Regions from separate parts of the Mus musculus genome. Here regions 1 and 2 are each linked to region 3. The links are chromatin contacts, called in public HiChIP or PLAC-seq and promoter capture Hi-C maps. All regions are on one chromosome and are shown on one strand. Each heading gives the region's core, a stretch centred on a gene start, on an enhancer-like site or on the middle of the called end of the contact. The rest is flanking DNA. Distances are from core to core; before and after follow the strand shown. Region 1 holds the start of Adarb2 (adenosine deaminase, RNA-specific, B2). Region 2 overlaps Dip2c (disco interacting protein 2 homolog C). Region 3 holds the start of Wdr37 (WD repeat domain 37).

What was found. Promoter capture Hi-C pulls out the DNA fragments that hold promoters and counts their contacts. HiChIP or PLAC-seq counts read pairs in DNA pulled down with a chosen protein or histone mark.
Region 1: a promoter capture Hi-C map of neural stem cells shows a contact between it and region 3. The contact joins the promoter of Adarb2 here to the promoter of Wdr37 in region 3. A contact is called at or near these places in 2 of 39 promoter capture datasets (hippocampal neurons and neural stem cells) and 1 of 115 datasets of contacts at active chromatin or transcription factors (embryonic forebrain).
Region 2: a contact with region 3 is called in an H3K4me3 HiChIP or PLAC-seq map of bone marrow-derived macrophages, with 3 times the contacts expected there. The contact joins the enhancer-like site here to the promoter of Wdr37 in region 3. A contact is called at or near these places in 3 of 39 promoter capture datasets (the HPC-7 cell line, liver and pre-B cells), 1 of 484 Hi-C or Micro-C datasets (the HPC-7 cell line), 4 of 115 datasets of contacts at active chromatin or transcription factors (bone marrow-derived dendritic cells, bone marrow-derived macrophages, embryonic stem cells and 1 more) and 2 of 9 other capture datasets (liver and macrophages).

What each region holds. Positions count from the first base shown.
Region 1 is chr13:8,200,785-8,204,234 of GRCm38.p6, reverse strand. Adarb2 (adenosine deaminase, RNA-specific, B2) reads right to left here and starts at 1,369. Exons shown (of 10, transcript NM_052977.5): 1 at 915-1,369. The coding sequence starts at 1,014.
Region 2 is chr13:9,453,233-9,456,737 of GRCm38.p6, reverse strand. The region is part of intron 1 of Dip2c (disco interacting protein 2 homolog C); the gene reads right to left. Among named protein-coding and RNA genes, the nearest start is that of Dip2c, 180 kb to the right of the region's middle. Within about 2 kb of position 2,192, at least 18 of the 459 cell types and tissues checked have an H3K27ac peak or open chromatin away from gene starts, as enhancers often do. A contact at or near this core is called in bone marrow-derived macrophages, where this site is marked.
Region 3 is chr13:8,868,798-8,872,640 of GRCm38.p6, reverse strand. It overlaps Wdr37 (WD repeat domain 37), which reads left to right and starts at 1,597. Exons shown (of 14, transcript NM_172445.3): 1 at 1,597-1,771.

The sequences.
Region 1 (3,450 bases), core at 120-2,619, 670 kb after region 3:
GGAATCATCTTTTATCCTTCTGTGCATATGAGCTAAAGATGCATTCTAGGGCACTGCTTACCACGCTGGAGGAATTGCTAATTTGACACAAATCCTTGCGTGAAAGCCCTGCGCTTGTGGTGACATTGACTAAGTTATGTGAACTCATTTCCAGCAACATTAGTAACAAGGCACCGCCTGAGTTTGTCAGCTGCAACCTGCCACCCGGTTCCCTCTTCTTTTCTGGTTTGCAAGATGTAATTTTCTTTCTTTTTTTGCTACCAGTAAGACACAGCATTCGTTTCTTTTTAGGCAGTAATTTCTGCAAGGACGTGTTTTGTCCTCTTTGTCTATGCCAGTGTTTACATGGCCACTGGATATCTCACTAAGGAAAAAAAAAAATAAGCCAATCAATTTGGGAAGGCAATTGCCAGGGTTTTGCCCTCTTTTTTCCTCTGAGACAATTTGGATGGGAGGAGCTGGGACGAGAGCTCTTTCCCTTTTTTATGTGTGTTGGCTTAAGTGAGTGTTTCTTTTGGCACCCTGTGATACTGTTGGCTCCAAGTGTGTCTAAGTGCCAGCCTTGGGTCTCCTGTAGGGACGGTGGTACCCAGGATACAAGCATCAGAGGATGGATGCTCCTCAGCTCAGCCCTCTCTGCTCTCTTCCCAGTGTCTCCTGCCAAACATTTTCCGCTGAGCAGCTGGCTGGCTCGCTGTAATTTCCTGGCTTGAGGAAAGCCCCCAGGCTATTTACAAAGAGATTTGAACTCACAAGTGCCCTACTCAAGGTGGACATCCCAGAAGCATCCTAAAGTGAAGACAAGAGAAAACCTACAAGCGGCCACCGAGATCTGAGGAAGGACGAGGGGGAGAGACAGGGGAGAGTTGCAGCGGGCACCAGCACCGGGAGCGCTCACAGAGCGAGCTTCTTACCTTTCCTCTTGGACCTCCTCCTCCTCCTCCTCTTGGACTTGCATTTGAGTTGACTGCTTAGCCCTCCAGACCCTCTGCCACTCCCCAGGACAGATGCCATGCCAGTTGGGAGACCCAGAGAGGAGCTGGTCCTTCAGCAATTTCACCTTTCTTAGTCTTGCTGCTGCGGCCGCAGTCGGGAGTGTTTCTGGTTTTGCAAATCAAGTCTCAGGCTCACTTTTTAGGACTGGTCTCCTCAGCAAGCACCTTCTCTATAATTGCCCGTCCCTTGGTTCCGGATGAGCTGGAAGCCTCGGGTGCACGCTGGAAAGCTGAACCCTTCCTTAGGCTGAAAGCTCTGGGAAAGATTCTCCCGCGCGTCCTGAGCGCCCTGGAGCTCTCTCCTCTTCGTCTGGGCTCCAGAAGCAGAGCTGCTACTTTTGCGCCTCTGCGAGTTGTTTGGCACCATCCACTTTAAAGCCAATCATGCAGGGAGCTCGTCTATTTGCTGCCGCAAAGTCTAATTAGATCCAATCACAACTGTCTTCTGGCTCTGACATCAGCAGCACCAGCTCTACCGCCTCTGGTAGCTTGCAAACTCAGCTCCCATTCGGTTGGATGGAGCCGCCCAGGAGAAAGGAAGGTTTCAGAGGAAGCCACAATCACACCGAACTGGTTTTACTGGGAGAAGTCCAGCGGGGCAGTTTGCAGGAGGGTGACTACCTGGGATGTCAAGGCTTCTTGCTGCAACCACTTGATAGGCTCAAAACACGCAGGGACCGATTTCTCAAACCTAGCAGTTTTTAACTAGTTAACTTACTAAGATGCTCATTGTCTGGAGAGGGAAGGATCTCTCCCTGTTCAGGACTTCACTTCAGAAATACGCTGAGATTTCTAAGTGCCAAAGAGACAACCTCTTTAGGGATTGTTTACTCAGAGACCGGCGCTTCTGTCTGTTTGCATGATTGTTATGCTCAGTTCCCACTTCACCTCCCTTTCATATCCCAAGGCTGTTCCTTTAGGAAAAGGAACATGCATCAAAAAGCATGCTAGGGTTTCATCCGAATGTTATAGAGAGGGGATCCTCCTGGTGTTTGATTCACTGAAGGAAGAACAATCACAGGAGAGACCAGGAGAGAGAAGAGGAGGGGAGAGTGGGAAAGGAGAGAGGGAGGGAGGAAGGAAGGGAGAGAGAGAGAGAGGGAGGGAGGGAGGAAGGTGAGGGAGAGAGGGCGGGATGGAGGGAGAGAGGGAGGGAGGGAGGGAGGGAGGGAGGGAGGGAGGGAGGGAGGGAGGAAGGTGAGGGAGAGAGGGCGGGATGGAGGGAGAGAGGGAGGGAAGGAGGGAGGAAGGTGAGGGAGAGAGGGTGGGATGGAGGGTGAGAGGGAGGGAGGGAGGGAGGAAGGAAATGACAGAAGGAGGGAGGAAGATAGTCTATAGAAATTGTTACATTTACATAGAGAATGTAATGTTGAGGAAGAAGTGGCCTGCAAATTAAAATTGATGTTAAACCATTTTATTTTCAGGGATATACTAGGTTTCAATGACTGATTCCCAGACTCTGACATAAGACTTAAGAAGAAGAATATCTTCCAGCAACCATTCTGGCATCTTGTATTTAAATCATCAATTGTTAATCATCATAAGTTTGGTTTGATAAACCACTCTAAAGTTCACTCTAAAGTTCAGTGGGATGATTTAAGAGGAGGACATGAAAACTGTTTTGTTTCTGTGGTTTCCTCATTTCCATATTTCCTTTTTCAAGCTCCTTATGGGCCTGAGTATTTTCATAGTGTTTCTCTTATGTAAGAAATAATTCTCCCAGGGAACATTGGAAGTAATTAGGCTGTCCATGGATTGCTGCATTAGTGAGTGAGTGGTAAGGTCCTTGCTCAGCTTTGATTGATGACATATAGAGACAGTTGATTTTAAATTTTTTTGTTTTGTTTTTGTTTTTGTTTTTTCGAGACAGGGTTTCTCTGTGTAGCCCTGGTTGTCCTGGAACTCACTCTGTAGACCAGGCTGGCCTCTAACTCAGAAATCCATGTGCCTCTGCCTCCCAAGTGCTGGCATTAAAGGTGTGTGCCACCACTGCCAGGCTGATTTTAAATCTTAACTTCACCATTTATACTCATTTACTGAAACTGTACCTCAGTCTCCTCCTCTGTGAAATGGGGATATGAACCACCACCCCTCCATGAATCCATTCATCCCTTTCAGCTACTCTAGACCATAACTAGCAGACAACAATCACTCCTTGATTATTCATTTTATCCATGAATAATTTCAAGAGGCTTCTACAGGTAGGCCTTTGAGATAGAGAACCTGTGTTTTTTCTTTTCTTTTAGACTATTTGACTTCCTGGTTGAGATGTATTACTAAGGGATGGCTGCAGCCACATCAGTCTTTCTACTCTGGGTTGGGTTCAAGAGTTCCCTTCAAGCAACGTGAGTGCTCAGTGCTACTGCTGACCTCTCCTGAGCACCGAGAAAGCATGTGACACTGTCACGGACTGTACACATCAGAGGCTGAGGTTCTGTGGAAGTGCAGTGAGGGT
Region 2 (3,505 bases), core at 943-3,442, 580 kb before region 3:
ATTTTTGACTGTAAGTTTTATAAAAGACAGAAGAAATACCTCAGGCCTACCAGACTGGATTCATCTTTTGAATCTCATAAATGAAAATACACTTGTGATAATCACTTGAACAAAACAGGTGAAATCTACATATCCCCCCATACAGTGAGTGAGCCTATTACAGAAGAGTCCTCCCAGCTGTGAAAGCAAAGGAGCCAGGGACCGGACACTCCTGAAGACTTTGGCTGCTTCCATGGGACTGCAGCAATAAACCACATTAAGCATCTTGCTACCTACTTTAGGCAAAAGTTACAGCAACAGATATCTTGCTTTGTGGACATGCTGGGAACCAATGAGTGCACCCACCTAGCTATACCATTTAATCTTCATTATAGTGGATATTAAGTTCTTAGAGGAGATAAACACTGAGTCATTTGTCTTGATTCTGAGGCAGAATTTCCTGGAGGGGAGTAAATTCAGTGCCCTCAAACCCCAGCTCAAATTCCAACCCCTCTGGTTCTACATCTAGGAATCTGCATCCCCAAGATGCTGCTGCCAGAAGCTCTGACAGAGGTTGCAGGAGGCAGAGTGAACACTCCCACACACTACCGCCCTCCCAGCAGCACCTGGTATACTGATTCCCCCTTAATTGCCTGTACCACTCTGTTGAGCTCCTACTCTCTTTGCTTGTGTGCACTCAACTTATAAATAGAATCAATGGAAAATTGAATGCAGAAATTCTGTAAGTTTATAATAGAGAATTTACCTGAAATAGAACTACCTGGAACTGGGATTATCAAGAGCAGGAAAATGCAGTAGAACATACATCACAAACAGCTCTCTGCTGTTGGAGCAGTTAAGAGCCCTAGTTATCACCATTAACCTACAGCAATTTAGCTTCAACTTGTAAAGTTCACTAATGGGCATTAAGGGCAGGTTCTATGATTGTTTTATGCTAATAAAGTTTTATTTGTTGTATAAAACAAGTTACCTAAGTAAAAAGTCTACTTAGCATGGATATGTGAACATGTGTCTATTTATATGCTAATACAAAAGAAAAAAGCCTCGTGTTTTAAGTAATACCACTGTGAACATGATTAAATTTCCTTTTTATACAAACAGAAACTGCCTATTGCCCAGAACCAACATTAAATAGATATGTTATCATATCCATAATTTTCGAATCACATCTCCAGCTCTAACCACCAAACCAAAAACCATAGCATTTAATAAAAAAAAACTGATTTTTAAAAAAGCAGGTTTGCAACATTTTTCGAAATAACCATGCATTCTATCTCAATACTCCTTCATACAGCCATCATTGGAAAGAGAATCCCATTGGTCTTGCAAACTTTATATGCCTCAGTATAGGGGAACACCAGGGCCAAGAAGTGGGGGTGGGTGGGTAGGGGAGTGGGGTGGGAGGGTATAGGGGACTTTTGGCATAACACTGGAAATGTAAATGAAGAAAATACCTAATTAAAAAAAAAAAAGCAGGTTTGCAACATTTTTTGAAATAACCCTGCATTCTATCTCAATACTCCTTCATACAATTCATGTCAAGTGAGAATATTCTATCATGTCAAGAATCTAACAATAAAGCTTTGACTATTTCTACATGAGTAATTTTCCAAAGGCATTTCATTTCATGTCAATACCTAAACTTTGAAACTTTCATTCTTGAGTAGGTCATGACTCCTGACTTTCCAAATCCCCCAGGAGTACCATCTCCCCAGGAAGTCAGCACAATGCTCTGATGCTCTGAGGTGTGACTCATTCAAGTAGCTCAAATAGCACTGTGTCAAGTGACATTGTGTCAAGTGAAGGTCTCAGACACTAGGTTCTAACACTGTCCAGCTGGAGGAAACAAATAACTTCCCCATAAATATCTCTTTAAGAAGGATAGTCTTGGGATACCTAGAAAGGAGGAAGGCCATAGAGAGCAGGGATTAGACTTCGTAATGCAAGTCAGTGGGGCAATGAAAGGGTCCACTGACAGGCAGGCATCCTGTCAATAATAATCTACCACGGCATGAGGATCCAACCGAAGTGCTGTCAACTCCCTACTTCCAGTCCTCTGATCCCGTGAAGCCTGGATTCTTTTGCACCTTTGTAGCCTTCACCCAGCTCACAGCTCAGCTCACAATGACCTCTGAGCTCTTAGTTCTAGTGAACCCAGACTTGACCTCAAAATGCTTCCCCTTCTGGAATTCTCAGTGGGTTGCTTTGCTATGCACATAAAACAGCTGATTGGTCAGAATCAGTTCCTACTCTGTTGGCCAGCATAGCTAAAACTATGGGAAGCTCTGCCACACTCAGCTCAGGAATTCTTATTTCCTTATCTCTATCGCTACCTTTATAAACTTTAGCATGCTTTCTAATTTTAGTGTGACTTTTGAAAAGAAGAATTTTAAAAAGAAAATTTTTAAATATCATGCTACACTTGCTTTTTTCCCCCTAAATATTCAAATACTAGCAGAGATTTACTGGAAGTAACTTCCACAGAATAGAATTCTACAAATACTCTATATACTAGCAAATTAATAACTACATAGATATACATACAAGGAGAACTATAGAACACAATGGTTAAACCAATTTAAGAAACATACATGTTTCTTGCTCTTCTAAAACTGGTATACAATCCAGGCTAATCTTCACAGCAGAATTCAGCAAGAAGATTAAATCAACTTTGAAAGAAAAAGATAGCATGCCACAGTATATTCGATCACTTCTTCCCATTCCTATCCACTAAACCAACTGTAAGAGATGTCAGAGGGTCATCAAAACCTACTACCTACCCAGCGATCTAAGGAAATAGTGCTTGCATATAAGCATGAGGACCTCAATTCACATCCCCAACACCCACTTTAAGGCAGGCACAGTGATGGGTCTTCATGGTATTAGGGATAACAGAGTCAGAAGAGTCCCTGGGACTTTCTGCTTACACAGTCTAGCCAACAGTGAGCTCCAGGTTCAATGATAGACTGTCTCAAAAAAATAAGATAGAAGGATAGAAAAAAAAAAAAAACACCCCACCAGTTAAAAGCACTTGCTACTCCCTCCAGAAGACTGGAATTCAATTTGTAACACCCACATCAAAGCTTACAACACTTAACTCCAGTCCTAGGGGGTCAGGCTTCTTTTGGCCTCCATATGCACACAGTGGACACACATTCAGGCAAATACACACACACACACACACACACACACACACACACACACACAAACACACAAAATTTAATTTACATATTATATATGGAACATACATAGTATTACATATTTATATATATGTAAAAAATTTATCTTTCTCCCTCTCCCTTTCTCCCTCTCTCCCAGTGAGTGAGTGGGGAACACATCTGAGGATTATCTATGATCTCCATACTCATACATGTGGGTATGTACACATCACTGTGCCATCTTCCAATGCATGACTAATTCTTTATTCCTAAGAATTTGATGGCTCTGGTGGTTAAACCTTCCATCCAAGCTCTTTCTTATCCCTACCAGCATCAGCAGAGCTTTC
Region 3 (3,843 bases), core at 348-2,847:
TTTTGGTGGAACTCTAAATATACCAAAGATAAAATGTACTTCCATTAAAAGTATCTTAAGTGGCACCCAAATGTGGCTGCTTTGTTGCAAACTTAGTGGAATGCTACTTGGATATGGAACTATGCTTTACAGTACTTTCTGCTGGCTATCATTAACAGCAGAATGTCTTATGCATTCTTTGTTACTAGTTAAAATTTTCTTAAATAAATATCACAGCCTCCAAATTTGACAGTGATTTCTCTGAGAAGCCAAATCTTTTTTTTCTCAGTTCATATTTATAGACTGTTACTAGTGATAAGCTTTGTATACTATATTTTTTTTAAAAAAAGATTTATTTATTTATTTTATGTATACAAGTACACTCTAGCTGTACAGATGGTTGTGAACCACCATGTGGTTGCTGGGGTTTGAACTCAGTTTAAGAGCAGTCAGAGCTCTTAACCATTGAGCTATCTCTCCAGCCCCCTGAATATTATACTTGATACACAAGTAACCCACAATTTCTTGTACAGAATGTTTTGGTTATTCGAGTCTCCAAATACGATAAATTTATTTCTTCTCCAGCAAACATCTTGCATTACTGCTTCTTGAATCTGAACCTTCAGTTTTATCTTATAGGAAGAATGTTGACCCATATAGAAGGAAAATACTATCATGCTTTTACTGTAGGTGAGTTTTAAACATCTAGTTCAAGTTGCTCGCAGAGACAAGGCTGTTTATGTAACAGCTCCATTCTGCTATGTAGGTCTTCCCAACCCTGATTAACGGGGAAAAGCGGCTCAAGTCCCACCTTTTGCAGTGAACAGCTGATTCTATTTTCCCCTCTTAGCCAATGGTGATCAGATATTTCAGAAGGAAACTGGGTGAGTCATCTTCTGCAGATAAGCTGAAATATTAATAGTTCTATCTCTACCAGGCTCTCCTGCAGCCAGCTAGCAAGACTCCCACTGAGCCCTGCCTGAGGAGCCATTCCTAGCAGATCAGCCTGTAAAGCAGTTGGATTTGAGAGATTCTGAAAGCGATTACGTTAAATAGTACACTCGACTTTGCATTTTAATAGATTATTTTTCTTACCAGTTTTTGGGCTGTGCGAGTGTTTAGGACAGATGGACTTAAAACCTGCCTGACCGTGGACCCCTCACCGGAATCCCTGCAGTGGTAAGTACCCACGGTCCGGGAGGCTGTGTGTGCTTCTCCCTGTTACCGACGCTACAGGGTCTCGGGGAGCAATTCGTGCAAGGATCGCGTGTACCGTTAGTGTGTGGTGCAGAATTTGGGGTCTAGCAGTGCCTGTAAGCACCTTGGGAAAGCTCCTAACAGGGAAAGCGCTGAGCCTACTTGCGCCACCAGGGGACGCCATACTCGTTCTGCAGTCACTCGCTGGGTCTTGGCTCAGCGCGCTGCTAGGCCATAGTTTAGGTCTCCAGGACCCGGCGTCAAAGCCGAAAGCCAAAACAGGAGACTATCCCGCGGAACAAGCCTGTGGGACTGAGCGAAGGAGACCAGGAAAGAACTTCCGCAGCCGTTGGGCATGGGGCGGAGCTTCCGGTCTGTTTTTTTTTTTTTAAGGACCATCTCTGAGGGCGGGACTTCCGCAGTTACCGGAAGTACGGGCGCGCCAGTTCGGGTCGCCGGGTTGTGTCAGTGCGGGAATCGGCCGGTTTTTTTTCCTGCTCTGGGTCTGCCTCGGGAGCCTCGTCGCGGGGGGATCTACGAATTGAGTGCGACGTAGGCTGGTTCCAGGCGGACGCGAGTGCTGCTGCTGTGACAGGTGACGCCATCTTCTCAGCTGTCTGGCTTGGCATCCTTCTCGGGCGCTCGGGGGATGTCAGGTGTCCGGGTGGCGGTGGGGACGAGGCTTCGAGGTGGATGAAGGATACAGTCCTAATCCTGCGCACTCTCTCTGGCTCCCTGTGTACTCAAGTGGCGTCTACCTGGCTGTCTGTGTCCCGTGGGAAGCCCAGAGTTTTCGAAGATGGTGGCCTTCGATCCCGCAAAGACGGGGTATGGCCTCTGGGAAGGAGGAAGGGTGGGGGGCGGAGATGGGGTAAGCAGATGCTGAAGTGGTAAAACCCCGCCACGCCTTTGTTTCTCTTTCTGAAGACTTCCTTTTCTTCCCCGTACACTTCTATTTCCTAAGTTTTAAGGCATCATAATGGGCCAGTTTTACCAAAAAGTTGCATAAATATGCCATTTCACTTCGCGAGCAGACATAACCGAACGATTGATCAGGTTCTTAGAGGTTTTATCATCTAACTTGAACTCTTCGATGTTTCTTGTGCTTGAAGACGAGGACCGTTAGCTCTACACCACTCACTCTCTTGCCCGGATGTAGATTGCTAGGCAGTTTCTTTGAAGTTCAGATGGGTTTTCTTTACATTGCTTATTGTGGCCTACAAAGTATGCCATCAAAGCGGTACTGAAACCTTTTTACCTCTAAGCAGTACACCTGGTGATAATAAGCCTCCAGGATACTTCTCCCTTTTCTAAGAAATCTTCTATTATGCTACCTTCCTTGCTGTTTTGGTTACTTTGCCGATCACATTTTCAAGTGTTTGTAAATTCTCTTTGACACCTAAGCCACATACTTGAGCATAGTATATATAAATATAACCTGACCAAAGTAAGTAGAGGCCTTCTATTAGTGTTGCCCATAGGAGACGCAGAGCAGTGGCCAGTGGCCACATGAAATAACAGTGTGACCTTGATGTTTATGACAGCTACGTTTTTGCAGTGTATATCAAGCCTTCTTGCATAAATTTCTGGACACAGGACCTAAGTATGCTTCCTTTGGTTTTCTTACTCTGAGATGTTACTTCCTTTAGTATAGGTACGTTGGTCTGTTATCTTACTTTGCCCTTGATTTGAGGTAAAATCCTTGGGGTTGGGTATTTCCCCCAGCAGTGATACTAAGAGTTTTGTTAGTTGTCCTGTCCTGATTTATTCAAAGAAAGATATGCTTTCTAGATTTGAATTTCTTTTTTGGTTATTGAGAAAAAAATTCTTGGTGGTAGCTTATTTAATTACTGATGCCTGTCAGCTCAGTGCCATCCTTAGACTCGATAAGTGTGCATCATTTGCCTTCATCTCATCAGTGACAGAACATTTTAAGTAACTTAATTCTGGTGACAGATTTCCAAGGTTGCGTGTAGAGACCATTCTCTTTTCTGTTACTGGTTAGATATTGCATTGATTCAGCCCTCTAGAAGTTAATTTTAAAAGTACTATTACAATCAACACTTAAAATATTAATATTATTAATACCTTTATTGAACTTTTGGAGGTTCAGTGACATTTTATAGTTTATACTACCATCTGCAAATTATATAACCATCTTTTTAATGTATAACTAACATTTTTGGGATAAACCGGGTATTTATTTTGAAATAAATCAGTTTTTTCTTGTTGAAAGAAAATTAAAATTCTTCCTCCAAAGTATGAAATAGAGAGTAATGTTTTATATTATCTCAAATAAAAGCATACATTGTTTGTTGTATTGCTTATAAAACTACTTCAGCAGGCTTCCTGTTTGGTTGTATGTACTTAATAAAAATCTGATACTGTAGGTAGTAACACCTTACTGTGGAACATACATACTAAAAAGAGCCTTGAAAAGAGAGAGAGCTAAGTGTTCATTGGTGCGGTTTAATGTTATACCATTTACCAAGGTAGTGAATTTGGTATATTAACAGTGTGTGTAGAGATTTTATTCATTTGTTAAATATGTTGCACTAAAGCTGGACATGTATTGTTCTGCCTTGTTTATAAACAGCAGAGAAGAGGATATGCCCATGACAGCATGGAATAAGGACAGATGAGTTTGGCAGGCCAACCAGTTAGGAG